2 separate regions of the Capsicum annuum genome follow, and region 1 is linked to region 2. The links are chromatin contacts, called in public Hi-C maps. All regions are on one chromosome and are shown on one strand. Each heading gives the region's core, a stretch centred on a gene start, on an enhancer-like site or on the middle of the called end of the contact. The rest is flanking DNA. Distances are from core to core; before and after follow the strand shown.

Region 1 (3,104 bases), core at 148-2,647, 48 kb after region 2:
TTGAATGAAAAATCAACAATGGAGTAAAAAGAAAAATCAAATTGATGAAGAAAGTTCTTCGAAAAATAGAAGTTTCAATCACTATTAAAAATTGATTGGAAAAAAGAGAAGTAGAAGATAACAACAAGTGGGGTGTAAAGAAGAAGATTTGTGAAGGAGGCGGGGGTGAGAGGTGGCGGGTGGGGTGGTGGTGAAGAAGAGGATGCTTGGTAGGGAAGAAGATTTTAATTTTTTTAACTTTTTTTCTTTAATTATATTACCCACGCTCCATCTTTTATTTTAATTAATTATTTTTTGCCACGTCAGTTTTAGGGTGCATAAAAATTCACTTTTAAGTAGTTCATGTGTGTATTAGGTCGCTTTAATAGTTGAAGTGTGTCTTCGACTTTTCAAATATAGTTTAGAATGAAAATGATGTCTTTTCCCTTATAAAAAATATCCTTAATGGCTTATGAGAACAGTTCAAATATATAGTGGTGTGCATCGGTCGGTTCAGTTCGATTTTACATATTATCGATTCGGTTTATCGATTTTTGATTTTTAAATATGCTAAACCAATAATCAAACCAATAAGATATTTTTTATCGGTTTTTAATTTATCGGTTTTTAGTCCTTAACAGTTCAGTTTTTGGTGTAACCGATAAGAAAATACTCATAAAATAGAAATAGTAGTAACTAACATGAAAAAAATCAAATCTTAGTTGCAACCAAAAATCCTACATGACGTGTTTTAATTTACAAGAATCTTCAAGTTTGAACTAAATGTTGTTAGGAGAAATTAAGAGTTTGTAAAATTGAAATAATAGGTTTGCTAATTTGTAGAAATTAAAGAGAAATTAATATATATATATATATATTGGGTTATCGGTTTACCCAATAACCAAATAAGAAAAGATCGAAGCGAACCAATAATTCAATAATTTTTTTTATAAAATCATTAAAAAACTGTTAACTCAATAATAATAAACCAATAATATTTTTATCGATTCGGTTTATCGGTGGGTTCGTTTTTGCATACCCCTACAAACAAATATAGATGACTTTTTGGTCTTTATAAACTAATACTAAACCAACACAATCTGAGAAGTGACAACCAATTTTCTCCCTCTCTCCTCCGCTTCATCCCCACCTTCTCTGACTCCTCTGTCATTCCATTTTAATACAGTATCAAGTAAAAGGACGCCATGGCTATAATCTACTTATATTAGCTAAAAGAAGTTTTCACGTTTGATATCAAAATCAATTCGATCTTACCCGATTTCTTTGCTTGTATTTTGTTTAAATATTTTGAGACAGTCTTGGAAAGATTCATTATAACATCAATGAAGTTACATATGTAATCAATGACCTCTTTTTCTTATCAAAATGAGTTTAATTTTTGAAGTCAGTGTCAATGGAGCTTCCGGCTTACAAATTACAGCTGAATTCAAAATCAAATGAGAAACGGGGAGTTGAAAGAGCCTTGAATGGGTAAAATTATAATTGTAGAGGAAGGTGTTTTGGGATGATACAGAGAAGAGGAAAATGAAATTGAGGATATTGGGGTTGAAATTATCAACAGGTCACTGGTTTTAGTTAGTTGGTAGTAAAAAATAGCAAGGGCTTTTAAGAAAATAAAAAAATAATTATTTTGTTAATATTCTTTTTATGTAGTATGTTAGCAATATATATATATATATATATATATATATATATATATCTTTCTCTTCAGTTTTAGATATTTTAGCAACAGACAGATAATAATAATATAATATAATATATATTGATAGACAGATAAATAATAATAATATAATATAATAGACAAATATTAGATATATATAATAATGAACAGATAATAGATATATAATAATAAAGCGTATATAAGTAATATAAGTGAAGCAAAAATAAATAAATAATTAAAACAGGTAAGTGGAAATGAGAAAATAAAGCAACGTTAATGTGGATCTATTTTTTATATGGAGCAAAATCCTACTCAGTACTCCCTCCTTCGTTGTTCTTAGTCTAGTGTAAGTGTCCAAGTCATAAAGATCAAAGTGTATTTTCTTCCAAAAATAAAATATTTTTACATTTTTTTGTTTTTTGATTTTTTTTTCTAGTTTTTTTTTTAAATTTATACCCTGTTCATCTCTTTCTCTTCAGTTTTAGGTATTTTAGCAATATCTTCTTTAATCACACTCCGGGAGAATAACAACGGTCCTTTTTTTATCTTCTGTGGACTTTTCAAATCCATAGGAATTTACAGATTAATCCATCGTTATTGCTAAAATATTGAGAGAATAACCATACACTGGGGGCATGTTTATAATTAATTTACTAATTTTACAAGATCAGAAAACTGGCGGTTAACCGCCGACAATCCAGATCTTATAATATTAAAGACACATCTACTAATAATTAAATATGTATTAATAAGTAATGAATTTTACAAGATCGGAAAACTGACGGTAAACCGCCGGCGATCCAGATCTTATAATATTAAAAACACAACTGAAATAAAATATGAACTTGATTAATTCAAACATAATTTACAATCTTGGGAGAAAAATACAAAGATCTATGTAACGACTACTTACATGTCTTAAGGAAGAAGTGAGATTTCCCTATCGGGAGTCCCCTGAAAACTTGTCAGCTACCGAAAATAAAGAACTAAGAAACTAATATAGACTTTTTACACAGTCCTTTTTTTTTTTTTAACTAACTTACAAGCTTTGAAAACTAAGAAATTTTTGAAAAACTAAGAACTTTCTCACTCTTGATTTTTTCTCTCTAGCTACTTTATTTAAATCTTCCAAAGGAGGTATTTATAGGCATTTGTGGACTTCAAATATACTTTATGAATTTCAAATCCTTTTATATTTGATAAGACTTTAGCAAGACTTTTGGCAACTTGGGTGGGGCCTACAATCACATGGTTATGTCTTTACTTTTTTCGTCTATTTATTTATCTGTTACATCATTGCATACGTCTGTAATTTTGTCTTTCGTGGATATTGTCATTGCTTACATATCCAGATTGTGTAATGCTTCTGAATCAAACCCTATTCCTGAATCTTCATTGACATTTGGGTCTTGTGCAAATTGGTCCATGGCTGAATTGTAGTCTC
Region 2 (3,213 bases), core at 317-2,816:
ATGCAGAATTGCGAGAAAAGGTGAGACATTGCATTGTAACTAACTTTTTCTAATTTTTTATTTTTTTTTTGAATTTAAAAAATATGTGTGACGCGTTTAAGATCAAGAGGAAAACAAGATTTAAAAATATTTTAATAATATTTCTAATGATCAAGTGTGATTATATATATATATATATATTATTTATTATATAGAAAGGTGATCAAGTGGACGACCAAGGGTAGTTTAGTAAATATGACTTATTTCAAGGGCAATTTAATAAGTTAATGAAACTCAATATATTTTTTTATTATATTATATTTATATTATTTGTTATATAGAAGAGTCATAACTAGGACGAACAAGGGCAAATTTGTCAATTAACAAAAAGTCTACCTTAAACTTATTGTACATCATGCAAAGAGTAGGGAATTTCAGAAAAAAAAAATGCATGTTTTAGAAAAATTCTAATGACTATGATTTGAAAATTTTTTAAAAAATCAATTGACATCTTAAAGGGGGTGGGGCCCACTATTTTTCTTCAAAAGGTTATGGAGAAGTTCTTTTCTTCAAATTTTCTTTATGTGATAGCTTTAGAATTCATGATCATACATTTTTTTTCTTTTTTTCTTATTTATTTAAATAATATACTTGAATCAAATGAAAAAAATAATTTTAAATTTAAAGAGAAAGTATATTTGAAGTTTGTTCCATTTAAATATTTTTAATTTTGATTTCAGACAAACTTTCTCTGCTCTTATCCAAAATCACGGAATAAATATTGTGAAGTTTTTTCATGTATCTTGAATTCGATGTCTAATCAAAGTTATATAACTTGAAATATTGGAAAACGTAGTTTATCTATGGATGTATAAATACTCACATATGTTCCATAAATGATAAAAAGTAAAATTATTTTTGGCCACACATTTAATTACATAAAGTAGTTATTACTATATTATATTTTTTTTATAAAGGTAATGTAATAGTTATTAGAGTAAATACATAATTACCCCTCTGATGTTGGCCGAAATTTTTAAAAAGACACTTAAACTTTGTATTCGACCTATTACCCTACGATTCTTCTTTATTCCTTTGCAAATACATCATTTTTCGCAGAATTTCAGTCACACCAAAGAGAGTGCAATGCACGCGTCAATCAGGTGGTGCCACATGTAATTACGTTTAATTTCATTTTTTTTATATTTTTTAACAAAATTTTCCTTTTAATTTTATTCATCAATTAATCAATTTTTATTTTTTCTTCTCCGATTCTCCATTAATCAATCTCCATATCTTCTTTCTCAATTCTCAATTAATCAATCTTCATTTTTTCTTCCCCAATTCTCCATTAACAACCATTACTCTCTTTTTCTCTTCTTTTTTCCCAATTCTCCATTAAAGCTAGAAAATTTCAGAATTTTTTTTTTTTTCCTTAATGAATCAAACTAGTGGGATACAAAATCATGTATTGACTTTAATATCTTCTTAATTTGTTGAAAAGTTGTGAAATCAAGTTTCCTTTTTGTGATTATAGTTGTTTTTCGTATTGAACACCATATACTTGAATCATAAAACTCCATTAATGGAGCTTTAATGGAGTAGTTGAAGAAGACAATAGTATTGAAATCTCATTACTCATTAGTACGGAGTAATTTCTTCTCTCTTCTCCATCAATTTTCATTAATGGTTTATGAATATTTGACGGAAACTAAAAATTTTAACTTCGGAGAAAATCGAGTGACACAATTAATGAAGATTAATGGAGAAGAAAAAAAAGAGGAAGAAGAAGAAGGAAGTAGAAGAAGAAACGAAGGAAGAAGATGGAAAATGAAGAAAAAAAATGAAGAAGATGGCAAATTAAATGAAAGAAGAAGATGGAAAATGAAGAAAAAAGAAAACTAAAATACAAAATTAAAAAAGTGGGTCCTTTTTATTACATGTGACACATTTTAATTCGCTAGTTCAATTTTTTTTTCATTCACGTGCTTCAAGTGCGTGTAGACACGCAGGATCAAAATTTTGATCAAAATAGTGCATTCAAAATGGTTTAGGTAAGATTCGTGGGGTAATAGGTCGAAAGTATAGTTTAGGTGTCTTTGAAAATCTCGGTCAACATCAGGGGGGTAATTATGTATTTACTTTAGTTATTACTATATTATGGTAAAATAATAAAAAAAAAAATACTCATAATTATTAAATAGGCGTGTATCTATTATACACAATAAGTGAATCCCTCTATAATTTCAAAACTTCACGTGATACATATCAGTACAAAGATTTACAGTGCATATAAATTATGAAAACATAATTACTTACTAATTATTTGTTAAAATTATTTTAAACAACTTATTTAAAATATAATATTAACTAGCTCATGTTAAATTACTACAGTATATATCTTGTTAACTTTTGTTAATTTTTTAGATTCTTCTTAGTTAAGATAGAATATTTCCTCATTAGATAGACAAATTATTTTAAAAGAAATTTCTTGTTTACTATATTAAATTAATCTCTTATTTTTGACGTATATAAGATAAGACATAAAAGCAATCTTTTAACATTATGATTCATTAAAACTTTCATCCATGTCCTTATTTTCGATTGTTAAACACACATGAAATGAATTTAAATATATTTAAAATCAATTTATGGATTAGTATTCTTTATTGCTTCGTATGATTCTATAAAAAAATGTTAATAAATAGATATTTATAATTTTAATTTATTCTCTTGTATAATTTTTAAATAAAGTAGAACATTATAATTAGTTGTTTAATATCTGAGAATGCGTTTGATCTGATAATAAATAAGCACTAGAATGTATGATATTTTAATGTTAATTATGAAAACTTAAATAATTTGTAAGATATCATTTGATTTTATAAAAATAAGAAGTTATATTTTATTATATAGTGTGATTTCTACTTATACTTTCTATTGTGTTTATTCAAAAATATTAATAATTATTTTCAAAAAAAAATAATTAAAAGGGAGAATCCAAAGATTTGGTAGTACTTAGTTGGATTTCAACTAATGCTTAACCAAATATTTTGTCATCTTCAGTTAGATTGCAACTAATGTTTATCAATTACCTTAAAAGATTTTTTTTTTCTAAATTTACCCTTTTTGGCATTTTTTTAACTTATTATTTCATATTAATTTGTTTTGTTTCCTTTTTTATATTATCCTTGATTAAGTTTAATATTACTTCACTCGCCATTATACAATAAC

The links. A called contact is a pair of places that touch in the nucleus more often than the background predicts.
Region 1: a Hi-C map of bud shows a contact between it and region 2, with 1.9 times the contacts expected there. The contact joins two enhancer-like sites. A contact is called at or near these places in 4 of 5 Hi-C or Micro-C datasets (bud, leaf and placenta).

The regions. Positions count from the first base shown.
Region 1 is chr12:187,194,289-187,197,392 of UCD10Xv1.1, forward strand. No RefSeq gene overlaps it. Among protein-coding and RNA genes, the nearest start is that of LOC107851236, 89 kb to the left of the region's middle. Within about 2 kb of position 1,398, at least 4 of the 5 cell types and tissues checked have an H3K27ac peak or open chromatin away from gene starts, as enhancers often do. A contact at or near this core is called in bud and leaf, where this site is marked.
Region 2 is chr12:187,145,890-187,149,102 of UCD10Xv1.1, forward strand. It overlaps LOC107851236 (MADS-box protein SOC1), which reads left to right. Exons shown (of 8, transcript XM_047401088.1): 6 at 1-20; 7 at 1,099-1,142. Among protein-coding and RNA genes, the nearest start is that of LOC107851236, 41 kb to the left of the region's middle. Within about 2 kb of position 1,567, at least 3 of the 5 cell types and tissues checked have an H3K27ac peak or open chromatin away from gene starts, as enhancers often do. A contact at or near this core is called in bud and leaf, where this site is marked.